3 separate regions of the Mus musculus genome follow, and regions 1 and 2 are each linked to region 3. The links are chromatin contacts, called in public HiChIP or PLAC-seq and promoter capture Hi-C maps. All regions are on one chromosome and are shown on one strand. The core of a region is the stretch at or near the end of the contact, and the rest is flanking DNA. Distances in the headings are between cores, read along the strand shown.

Evidence for each region. Promoter capture Hi-C pulls out the DNA fragments that hold promoters and counts their contacts. HiChIP or PLAC-seq counts read pairs in DNA pulled down with a chosen protein or histone mark.
Region 1: a promoter capture Hi-C map of liver shows a contact between it and region 3, with 4 times the contacts expected there. The contact joins the enhancer-like site here to the promoter of Clspn in region 3. A contact is called at or near these places in 4 of 39 promoter capture datasets (cranial neural crest, frontonasal cranial neural crest, hippocampal neurons and 1 more), 3 of 115 datasets of contacts at active chromatin or transcription factors (bone marrow-derived macrophages, embryonic basal ganglia and pancreatic cancer cells) and 3 of 9 other capture datasets (adipose tissue, liver and pancreatic islet).
Region 2: an H3K4me3 HiChIP or PLAC-seq map of bone marrow-derived macrophages shows a contact between it and region 3, with 3 times the contacts expected there. The contact joins the enhancer-like site here to the promoter of Clspn in region 3. A contact is called at or near these places in 12 of 39 promoter capture datasets (the 3T3-L1 cell line, the C10 cell line, the HPC-7 cell line and 7 more), 3 of 484 Hi-C or Micro-C datasets (Th1 cells, epiblasts and granulocyte-monocyte progenitors), 3 of 115 datasets of contacts at active chromatin or transcription factors (bone marrow-derived macrophages and embryonic stem cells) and 4 of 9 other capture datasets (adipose tissue, liver, macrophages and 1 more).

Annotation. Positions count from the first base shown.
Region 1 is chr4:126,777,718-126,781,921 of GRCm38.p6, reverse strand. All of the region lies in intron 2 of AU040320 (expressed sequence AU040320), which reads right to left. Among named protein-coding and RNA genes, the nearest start is that of AU040320, 26 kb to the right of the region's middle. Within about 2 kb of position 2,646, at least 49 of the 459 cell types and tissues checked have an H3K27ac peak or open chromatin away from gene starts, as enhancers often do.
Region 2 is chr4:126,704,824-126,708,879 of GRCm38.p6, reverse strand. It overlaps Psmb2 (proteasome (prosome, macropain) subunit, beta type 2), which reads right to left. Exons shown (of 6, transcript NM_011970.4): 4 at 2,660-2,822; 5 at 1,277-1,326. Among named protein-coding and RNA genes, the nearest start is that of Psmb2, 29 kb to the right of the region's middle. Within about 2 kb of position 1,564, at least 8 of the 459 cell types and tissues checked have an H3K27ac peak or open chromatin away from gene starts, as enhancers often do.
Region 3 is chr4:126,554,782-126,558,409 of GRCm38.p6, reverse strand. Clspn (claspin) reads right to left here and starts at 1,430. Exons shown (of 26, transcript NM_175554.4): 1 at 1,273-1,430. The coding sequence starts at 1,296.

The DNA.
Region 1 (4,204 bases), core at 1,397-3,896, 220 kb before region 3:
AGCAGCTGCCTCACAAAGCAAGGCTTTGAAAAGAAAATAATTACTAAGCGCTTGCTGCCTTTGCTGTGTGCCTAGATTGTTAAGAGCAGTTTGTTTAATGTTATGGTGTAGGTAACTTGCTGAAACTAAACTCTGCTAAACAAGAGTCATTGGCCTTTCACTCCTTTCCTGTGGCTGCAGCGTTTCCATGTTCCAATGGGTCATTATGACAAACTCTCCAGGACACAGCTGTCCAACTCATATGTCTCTGCTGTTATTTACATTAACGTTTGCTGATCTGTAAAGATGAAAAAAACTTTTCAGAGTTAGAGAGATGGCTCAAGGGTTAAGAGCACTGGCTGTTCTTCCAGAGGACTGGGGTTCAATTCCCACTGGAATTGTAAGGCCTACATTTCTGCCCTGGATGGTCTCTGTCCACCTCATGCAGCCTTCCTCTGTAAGTGCTAGGCCTGAACCTTGTAGCTTTGGGTTTACGGGCTCAGTAAGATGCTTGACACTCTGTAAACATCCGTAGATTTCCCTTAGTTTTTAAGTTCATTCAATGGTTAAATAAATCACTTGCGTTTTAGTCATTGGAGTGAGATTCCCATGCCGAGAAGTCTCCTTGGAAATCAGTTAAGTTAGGTATGGTAAGGCTGCCTGCCATCTCAGCCCTCATGAGACTGACACTCAGGAGGACCAAGGCTAGACCCGACCTCACACGGAAGAGGAGGAGGGAGGGGAACTGAGGAATGCACTCACGCAGAAGCATGATGAGTGTGCAGAGCGAACCTGAAGAAAATGCTCAGTGGCCAAAGGGACCACTGAGTATTGAGCCAGCTAGGAAATAGGCTTTCCTGTCAAGACCCTAAGCTGGAAAGTTCTTTCAAAGCACAATGCAATCTTTATGAAAGGACCAACCAAGTCTCAGATCCTAGAGCTGCCTATTTCAGACCACTCCATTTCACTTCAAGATGAGAGAGGTTTTCACCATGGAAACTTCTGAACAAAGTCCACAGTGGAGAGCAGCTTCTTAGTCTATCCAGGCAGAGAGAGCACACAGACACACACACAGACACAGACACAGACACACACACACACACACACACACACACACACACACACACCCGCCCATTGCTGCAAATACCTGCTCCACTCCCCTGCCCTTGGCTGAAAAAGACACATTTTAAACATCTCAAAGCTCTGGCCACCTATGAGAAAACATGGAAAGCATTCTATCTGGGTTTTAATTCTGAGGCCTCCAGCTCCTGCCTGCTCCTTACTAATAAATGAAAAGTTTGCATTAATTGGATATAGTTGTCATGACGTTTCAAAGGCCCATCTGTCAAGGTTTAGCCCAGAGGCATTTTTCACAACCAAGTGTTAATCAAATCACTGGTATGGCTGAAAATAGCTCTCTTACCATAAAGTCACCTGCTCAGAAACAATCCAGTCATTAAGGCCTTTATAATATTTCAAGGCAGATTGAAGGCAAATGATTAAAACGTGTACTTTAAAAAAAAAGAAAAACAACCAACAACCCTGTAACTAGGGGGGTTACGTTGCTGCATGTGATGTACTCAGAATCCTGATTTGCTTTTTCTCCCACCACCTTATGACTAAAAGACTCTAGAGAATGCTGTCAGCAAGGAGAGCACGCCTCCAAACCTCAGCGTGAGAGGAGCCCACACCTCTCCATGGAAGGCTGTCTTTGTATTGCAAAAGCACAGGTATCAAATGATAACAGATAAGCTTTGATTTGTATATAAAAGTGTGGGCTCTGGGAAGGAAAGAAAATGTAAAAAATAAAAAGTACCTAGCTCTGAAGCCAGGAGCTAGCAGTCCCTGCGCGGCGCGGCCCCCTCGTCCCTGTTATTGTTAGGAAGCTGCAGTTGATTGCCGTCTCTGACTGCAGTTATTATGAGCTGATAAATTATTTGCATTCAACTACAATCACACCAACCTCCTTCTGAAACCCACACAAAGAACCTTGAATCAGAGCCCTGTTTTGTTTTGGAGAAGGCTTTTCCCCCCACCCCTGGTTTGTTTTCTTGTTTCTAAAGAAAAGGTCATTTAGAAAGCTACAGCAAAGTCGTACAGATTAAATAAATTAGCAATGAGCATGAAAGGAAACAAAGAAAAATACAGCTAGCTGTAAAACGTTATTTCAGCAGATATGGCAAATAGAGGAAAAGTTTGTCACTTTATCCATTGAAAGCCTCCCTTCTGTAGCATTATGTAAGTGTCATAAAAAAATAATTAAAAAAAAAAAAAACATCTGCAGCAGGCTGAACTGGGACATATGAGGACTCGACACAACTGAGCTTCCAAAACTTAAATATCTCAAAGCACTTTTTTGCTTATAGCAAATAAAACGGAGGGCTGCAGATGCTTCCTCATCTGTGTGTAAATGAAAGCGGAGCCGTGTGAGTAGTTAGTATTCTTAGAACTGCTGAGAGCCAGTTTATTTAAATTAAATCAAAGCCAATCTGTATCTGTACAAAAATAATGTTCTCAGGGCTCTGACTCTCTAGACGCTACAGAGCTGCAGTATTCTCCCTCCATAGCTTCCTCTGACATAAAGAAGTGAAAATCTGAGCCGGGCAGACTGAAACCACTTCAGAGGAATCCAGGAGAGGGGGGTTCAAAGGAATCAAAATAGCCCGAGTCTCACCAGCCGCCTGCGATGGAGAGGGCTGGGCTCCTCTCTGCCCTATTCTTTGTGCTCCCATGGCACATCTTAGACTGTGTCATGTGTCCATCCTTTCTCCCTCTTCCCTGCTCCATACTGTGAACTCTAATGGTAGGAACTAGGTTGATTTTAGCCTGGTATAGTATCTATTGACCTGAAAAGTATTTACAGTATGTAATAACGCCTAGCTATTGGTTGTCACTATCTGGATGGCATATCTTAAAGAAGGCTGGAAGGGTAGCTCACTTGGTAAGATGCCTACTGCACAAGCCTGAAGACCTGAGTTCAGAGCCCCATGAGAAAAGCCAGGGGCAGTAGCTGGGCCTGGAACCCCAGGTCTGAAGGGGGGGCTGGTAGAGAGTCATGAGCATCCCTGAAGCTCTCTGGCCAGCCCGCCTGGTCTAACTAACTCATGTTCTGGTTTAGTGAAAGTTTCATTCTCACAAAACATAGGTAAGGCCAGGCGTGGTCGCACTCAGGAGGCAGAGGGAGCAGATCTCTGTGAGTTTGTACTCCTGGTCCACATAGTGATTTCCAGGCTATATAGTGATGACCTTATCTAAAAATGTATAAATAAATATGTAGAGAGGGTTAAAAAGACACTCAGCATCAACTTCTGGCCTTTACCTGCATAAGCACACATGCATATATACCCATGTGCACATATATACACATCCCACACAAAAAATAAAATTAAAAACAATAAATATGGGCTGGCGAGATGGCTCAGCGGGTAGGAGCACTGACTGCTCTTCCAAAGGTCCTGAGTTCAATTCCCAGCAACCACATAGTGGCTCACAACCACCCGTATTGAGATCTGACGCCCTCTTCTGGTGTGTCTGAAGACAGTAATAGTATACTTATTTATAATAAACAAACCTTAAAACAAAACAATAAATATCTTAGGGAACTTATTAAAAATGCAGCTGGTAGGGACACAGGACTGTATTTCTGTAATAGAGTACTTGCCTAATATGCTAAAGACTGTGAATTCAATTCCCAGTACTTGAAAAAATTAGCATAATTGAAGCCTCCAACTATGACAAACACCCCTAAAGCGCCAAGGGTTACTAATACTAGAAAAGTGCAGCGCTATGGCGTGCAGACATTTTTGTCCTCTTACCCAGTACAGACATGCAGCTTCAACTGGCTTTACTTTCATGACATATATTTTGATACATTGTTCTTTACCCTATACTTTCACATTTTCACATTTCATAATTTATGCAGTCTACTGACAAATTTAAAATCTGGATGAGTTGGTCAAGGCTCCTGACCACTAATTACCTATTCTGGACTCTCTCCAAACACAAAGAGATTGCTGTCTCTATGAAATGACATTGTTTCTGGGTTTAGTCAAAAGAAAGTAATTCCAAGATTGATTCTAGGCAGGGCATCAAAACATGTCATGTGTGTCTGTCTCTGACACATGACAACCTCTAGGAGCCTGCGGAATACAGGGGCTTCCACCCTCTACCGTTTCTTCCCCACTGATGGAGGCAGCCATGCTGCAAGTACTTCCCACAGAAGTAC
Region 2 (4,056 bases), core at 315-2,814, 150 kb before region 3:
AACACCTCTCTAAGAGCCTCCAGAAGACATCGGCTCTCCATCTACTTCCTTGGGAGACTATTTGGAAATGACCTCAGGCTTCTGACCGCCCGCCCTAATGTCCATCTCCTCTGCGGCCGAGGACCAGGCAATAACAGTCTATTTCATTTCCACAGTTCTCTCTGGCTGTCGGCTCATATCTAGAATCAAGGTCAAAGTTCAAGAAAGGGTGACAATAAGCAAACAACGGTTTCCTTTAAAAATGTTTTTTTTTTTTTAAAGACAAGGACTCACTTGTAGCCTTGGTTGGCCTGATACTTGCTATGTATACCAAGTCGGTCTCCAACACAGAAAAATTCACCCACACGCCTCTGGGATTTTTGACTGCTGGGACTAAAGGCATGTACTTCCATGCCTGACTCTAATTTTTTTTTAAGATCTAAGGGAAATAAAATTTCAAGACCACCTGATATTATAGTGTCTTCTTCCCGGCTACCCCTTAGAATATTTATGGGTAATACTGTTTCTCAGCTGAATGGCTAAGAAACACACAGACTGACACCCATCATCTCCCCTGCTCTCACTGGACACTTACTTCATTCCCATTCTTAAGCTATGAGAAAAATAAAAGAATGACAAGGTCTAACAACAAGGCGAGTTTTGGCCACTTTATCCTATATCCTTACACTCTTACTGCAACCATCAGATTTGGGGTTCTTGGCCTCCCCAAACAAAAGATTTTTCTCTACCTCTGACCCAAAACTTCCCAGGTGCTTTCCAGGGTCATCCAAATGCACAGTTAAAGGAGCAGAGTTTCTAGGCGGCACAGTAGGGAGTGTCTGACATCCAGACGGCCTCTCTCTTACGGCAAAGGCCTGATCAGCACCAGTATTAAAATCACTTGGTTGCCAGTTAAAACCAGAGACTCAGTCTCCACCAACTACAGAAGATTCAGAACTGGGTGCTGGGGCCGACCAGGGAAAAGGAAAGGTGCCCCAAGATAATTCTTACCTACAGTGAATTTTAAGAATCACTAGTCTGGATGATCCAGAAATGAGCTGTAATTAACTTAATTTAATTGTAATTAAATTGTAAACCTGCCATTAATGAGGCAGTGACCCATGAGAGAATAAGCCCATCACCCACATCAGCCTCCATCACTGGTAGCAAGTTCACATTTGGTCAGAGGGTCTTATTACTACCTGCTGGCAAGGAGCAGAAAAAAGCAGCCAAGATCAGGAACGATGCTTCAGACTGAGAGAAGCCGTTCCTCCAGGATGCCCTGGGAGCTACTCACCTCCTCCAGACACTTCCTAAGAAGCTCCACTGCCCTCTCACGTGAGATGGCTGAAAGAGAAAACAGAGGCTGAGCACTGAAGGCTGTCTGTGTCCTGCACTCAACAGCTTGTTTCAGCTTCCTCAGGTCGGGGGGCCACACAATTGGAAAAGACAAAACGTGTCCAGCCTTCTAGCCTACGACAGTCTTACTCCACATGCAGAGGAGGGCGCCCCAGACCCAGTGCTCCCACGGTCAAGAGCCATTACGAATTGATTTGCTACAGAGGAGGGTAAGCATGACGGAATTCTGTCTCCCGGCCTGGACCTGCCTCTGAAGAAGTCCAGCAGCCAGCCCCTCTTTTTCATGGCTCACCCTCACCAATCCTTTAGTCCAGGGCTTAAATCAATTCCATCTGCCTTTGCCAGCTGCAAGTCAGGGAGAGGGGCAAGGCTCGAGTTCCATCCTTACTCTCCCAGCTGGGTCTCAGCTTAACAATGGGAAGACAATTAGAGGATGGGCTTGGGGCTTCTAGACGGGATCCAAAGGGATTGTTGGTAGGCATGGCTAACTGGGATGACATATTATGCATTAGGCTTCAAGGGTGGCTGCTGGTTATTTTGGTGGGGGAATCAGCTGTATTACTGACAGATGCCAAATCAGGAGACAGTCACCAGGAGGCCAGGCTAATTCTTTTCAGGACGTGGCCTGGAGCTCTAGCATGGCTGAGGTCGAGTATGAGGGCAGCATCAAAAAGAAAAAACTGTGCCAGTTGTCATGCTGCTGACAGGGAGATGGGAGCGTAAGGAGAGAGTGGTTAACTGCTGCAGTCCTAGCCTGTGACAGCTGGATTCAAGTCCTCTCTGTCCACAGTGGCTACAGAGAGCATGAGATTCGTGTCAGAAGACAGAACTCAGCACAAAAACACTGCTTATCCCAAGTTTTGTCAAGCTATCAGTTTAGATACAAGGGAAGAAACAATTTTATATGCAGGTAAGAATGGCCTTCAAAAGCTTTGTTTAAACAAAGAAGTCCTCACAAGTTCAAAACATAAACTGCTTGGCTCACTTTCTACAGCTGAGATGTTAACAATCACCTAGGGAGGAGAATGAACGAGAGTGAAGCTAGAGAACCGGACAGAAGAGCTCTCACTCACGCTGACATCCACTCCAGCATCTAACTTCAGCACGGCAAAACCCAGCACCAGACACAGGAGTATCTTATTTTGGTGGTCGGGAAGACTTTTATCAATAAGGTTTTTGAAGACTGCATTGATCCACAAAAGAGAGAACAGCTTCTAGAGAGGAGCTGTCCTCTACCTAGGGCATAGCCAGCCAACTCCAAGACTGAGAAAGCTAAGGGCACAGCTGTGCACTGCTCTCTCCCTAGAGTGCTAGTACTTACTAGGTGTGTAGTATCGGTCAAGGATGCTGAGAGTCAGAAAGGCACCATAGCCATGAGCTGCAAAAGGAGCCTTAGCCAAGGCTGCCAGGTAGTCCATGTAGTAAAGGGCTGGCCCTTCATGCTCGTCATAGCCAGCCAGGAGGAGGTTCACATGATATGGGGTCTGCAAAGGAAGCACACAGCAAAGTGGGGATGAGAGCTCTTGACAAATAAGAACATTGACTAAATCACAGTGGAAATAAAAATAAACACCTATCTGGAGGACTTCTAGTATTGTCAGAGGTAAAACAAAAAGCTTTTTTGTTTCTACTTAAAGCCTATGGAAAAAGAACCTGGTATGGAGAGTTGACAAGGCTCAGCAGGTAAGGGGGCTTGACTTACAGCCAGGCCTAAAACCTTCCCCTCCCTCCCTCCCTCCCTCCCTCCCTCCCTCCCTTCCTCCCTCCCTCCCTCCTTCTCTCCCCCCCCCCCCACGCGCGCAGAGGGGGTGTTAAGAGCCTGATATAAAACCACTTCAAAGGCTTAGATGTTCCTGGGTCATTCTTTACTTGGTTTCATTCATTGAAACCGAGAACCTGGAATAATGGCCTATACTTCAATCCCAGCACTTGGGAGGCAAAGGCAGGCAGATCTCTGTAAGTTCCAGATAAGTCAAAGCTACAAATTGAGACGCTATTTCAAACAACTACAACTAAAACTATAACGACAACAACAACAACAACAACAAAAGAGACCAACAAACACAATTATGTGTCAGGCCAGAGACTGAGTCCAATCATGTCATTCAAAATAAGCAAGCTAATGAGTCCAGGAGTTCAGGACTGAAGCCAGTCAGGGCAACAGAGTGAGGCATAGCTCACAAACAAAAACAAAACAAAAACAAACATCTCATACCACATAAAGCCTTGATCACAAAACAAGGTATCAAACGGTCTCAAATATTTAAGCTGAAGTCACAAACTGCATTTATTTATCATATATATGTGAGCATGTAAAACATTTTTCTTTTCTTTTTGGAAAACTCCACTTACTTATTGTATTTTCGTGTCAGTAAAGGTTGGAGGACAACTCTGTGGGGTTGGCTTTCTCCCTCCACCATGTGGGTTTTGGGATTGAGCTAAGGTTATCAGGCTTGTCAGCAAGCACCTTTTCCTACTGAGCCATCCATCCCATTAGCCCAACACCTTTCTAATATAACAAGACTCCTTTAAGATGAATAAAATCTACTTTTCATCAATGAAACATTAAAAAATGGCTGTGACTTGCATTAGTATTTGTCTTCATATTACCTCCAAGTGTAAAACCACAAGTTATTACAGTGAGTCTTGACTAAGTCTGCCTTGCTTTCATTTCCAAAGGATTACTTTTTCTGTATCAGCTGAGTACTTGCCATATTA
Region 3 (3,628 bases), core at 181-2,680:
AAAATCTAATCTCTTCTACTAGGTGAGTCCTGGGGATAGAAGTCACGCTGTCAGGCTTCAAAACAAATGTCTTTATTTATGAGCCATCCTTCAGATCCCACTGTGATAGTCACACACACACACACACACACTCACTCATGTCATAATTGTGCTCACATACCATTCTTCTAACTTTGCCTCCCTGTCTTTGTCTCCTACTTTTATGTTTGTTTTCTTTCTTTCTTTCTTTCTTTCTTTCTCTCTTTCTAGTAAGAGTCAGCAAAAGTGTGGCTTATGAAGTCAGCCACCTTTTGAAAATAATGTTATTTAAATTAAGGCTTTTTAAAAAAATCCTAGTGAGGCAAAAAGACAGGTTGGTGCACAACGAGATCTTGATTAAAGTCTGTTATTTTGTTCAATATCTAATCGTGAAAACTTCATGTCAAAATAAGGCTTTCATAGCCAGGCGTGGGGGCGCACGCCTTTAATCCCAGCACTCGGCAGAGGCAGGAGGATTTCTGAGTTCGAGACCAGCCTGGTCTACAGAGTGAGTTCCAGGGCGGCCAGGGCTACACAGAGAAACCCTGTCTCAAAAAAAAAAAAAAAAAAAAAACAACAACAACAACAACAACAACAAAAAGGCTTTCCTTTGGTGATTAGGTTTTTCTGGTACCCCCATTAAATCTGTTCTTAAGGCAACTATTTGGCCCTAGTCCTGGCTCCAGAAAAGAACACAGATCACGGAAAAGGTTTTCTATGGCCAAATTCCACTAGTGAGTCACCAGCTACTGGAAGGACGCTGTGAGCCAGGCCACTGTAGGCAAAGACTGTGGGCCCACGCGCGACACCCTTACAAGTTCCTTCCAGAACCAGAGTTCCAACTGCTTATACCCCTCACCCTGTGCTTACAGAGACTCCCACCCCACAACTTCCAGGCCAGGCTGGCCAAGGCCTTTTTTTTTTTTTTTTTTTTTTTTTTTTTTGTGGGGATGCTGTAAAGGGAGCTTGCGCGGCAGGAAACGCGCCAAAGAGCAAGGCGGGCTGCAGTGACAAGCTGAGGACCCGGCTGGGCGGACAACAGCGCGCGCCGCCGAACCAGAAGCTGTGGGGACTGAGCGCGGGAAGCCAGATGGAGACCCTCCAGAGGCCCCCAGACTCAGTCCAGTGGTCTCGGAGCGGTGCACGCCGGGAATTGTAGTCCTCCCGGCTCGGCGCTCTGGCCCTGCTGGGTTGACTGTCCCACTCGGCCCTCAGCGAAAGGCCTCCACAGCCCGGACCAGAGCCTAAACTCACCTCAGAACCCACCTCGCCGGTCATGATTCCGGCCTCCCTTCCGCACAGCTCCAGGAGAACGTGTCTGCAGTAACCTCAACTTGACGGCGACAGCTCCCGCCGTCTCCAGCTCGGCAGCGAAGTTCGAGCTTTCGCGCCCAGACGCGGTACAACGCTCAACCTTGAGGGTTTGCACCAATCCGAGGGAGGGTTTCCCTCCGAGGCCCCACCCCTATCGCCCTGCCAATCAGGAGGCGCCTCCTGCCTGCCCGGCAAATGTAATTTGCGTTGGTTTGGCGGGTTGCGGCTGCTCTTGTCAAACAGATCTAGGAGTGGCTTTGGGGTGTCTGGGGGTTCTCGGGGAGCGAAGAGATCCCGCGCTATGGCTTAGAAAGAAGGTATCTTGCGAATGATGTTCTTGGACTTTTGACCTATGTCTTCGTTCGATGGGTCGTACCGTATGCAATTAGAGGAGAGAAATTTCAATGCAGGAAGTGAACTGGGAAGAAGTTCCCAGGATTCTGGGAGTGTCCCACACCTGAATTTTTTGCTGAGGGAACCTTAGACCCCAGTGGAGGCTTTCTCCATCAGTTCATCCCTGGAGCAATCCTAACCTGCAGAGTTAATGTTTTTACCTCTTCGGGTCGATTCTCTGTCCTTTCTTCCCCATGTTCTATAGGCAGGCAAGAATGTCCTTTCTGGACTGTATTGTCCCAGCTGACTTGTCTTTTGTCTTCTGAATGGTCAAGCCAGTGTTAAAACTCCTTACAAAGTTATTATAAAGAGACCAGCTGGCACAGGGAAAGAAAGATCTGAGTATTTATTATCCTCCATCCCACCCAAACCCCCCTCCTCTCTAACTCCCCCCACCCCCCTTCACCTATTCTGGTATGGTGACCAACTCTGTCCAGTTTGCTTAGGACTTTCCCAGGTTTAGCACGGAAAACCTCACATCCCTAGAATCTCCTCAGAGGATACGAGGGATGACAGTCACCTCTGACACTGGTCTCCCCTTTATCTGAATACACATTCAGATAAAAAACAACTCCATTTCTCCACATCTCCGCCCACTTCTACACCCCTAAGGGTCTTGAGCTGGGGATGCAGCTCAGTAGTAGAGCTCTTGCTTAGTTAGTTTGCATGAGGCCCTCCCTGGTATAATCTCCAGGCTTCCAAAAAATACAAAAAAGAGTCCCATCCTCATATTTTACCCCCTTTTTAAAAAAAAAAAGGCTATTTTACTATGACCGTATACATCAATGATTCACAAATATGCATCTATCTGTAGCACTTCCTCCAGCATTTGGAGGACTGACTTTTATTGGCCATACAGTTTGTGACAAACAATGGGCAGAATTTTATAATCATCATTCTCTTAATCTTTGGAGGAAGCGTGTAAGGGAAGTAATGTGATCGTCTCGCGTCCACTGTCACCTGCTCTTTATGATTTCCAGGCTCACCGAGAGCATCCTCCAAAATCTCCCTTCTCCTGTTCTGTTGCCCCAAATTACACTTCTGTCTAAAGAATTATTTCTGAGGGCTGGAACGACAGTTCAGAGGTTAAGATCACTGGTTGCTTTTCCAGAGGACCCTGGTTCAACTCCTATCACCAACATGGCAGCTCAAAACTATTCATAACTCCAGTTCCAGGAGCCCTGATACCCTTTTCTGGTCTCCATGGGCAACAGGCATGGATGTGGAGCACAGACATACATTCAAGCAAAATACCCATAAACACCAAAATGAATAAAAATGACTTTCATCTGTTAGCCTGTACTTCTAAAATTAGGCACTTTGGATCTTGACATAGCACACAGAATCAGTATACACAAATCAGTTCTAGGCCAGCAAGATGGATCAGCAGGTGAAGGTGCTTACAGCAGAGGCCTCAACCACCCTAGAGCCTAGGCGAGTTCTGTCCCTAGAACCCACAGTGGACGGGAAGGAGAGACTCCTCAAAGTTATCCTCTGATCTCCACACATATGTCGTATGCAGCACTAGCATATGTCTCTCTCTCTCTCTCTCTCTCTCTCTCTCACATACACACACACACACACACACACATAAATAAATAAATAAATAAATAAATAAATATGCCGAGATTACAAGTACATGAGAAAAATGGAACTTAACACATTCGTGCCATTCTCAAGTGTTCTGTTATTATTTGTTCCACGGAAATGAACAAAATCGAGCTAAAGAGTAAGAAAAGCTTGAAGAGATGCCTACAATGCTATTTTTGACTCTTGGTTTTGTGCTGAGAATCAAAGCCGGTGCCCTCATCCATGCTAAATAAATGCTCTCCCTCCCTGATATGTCTCTATATTTCTTTTCTTTTCGAAAAAGAGTCAATCATGTTACTATAGCTTTACTATA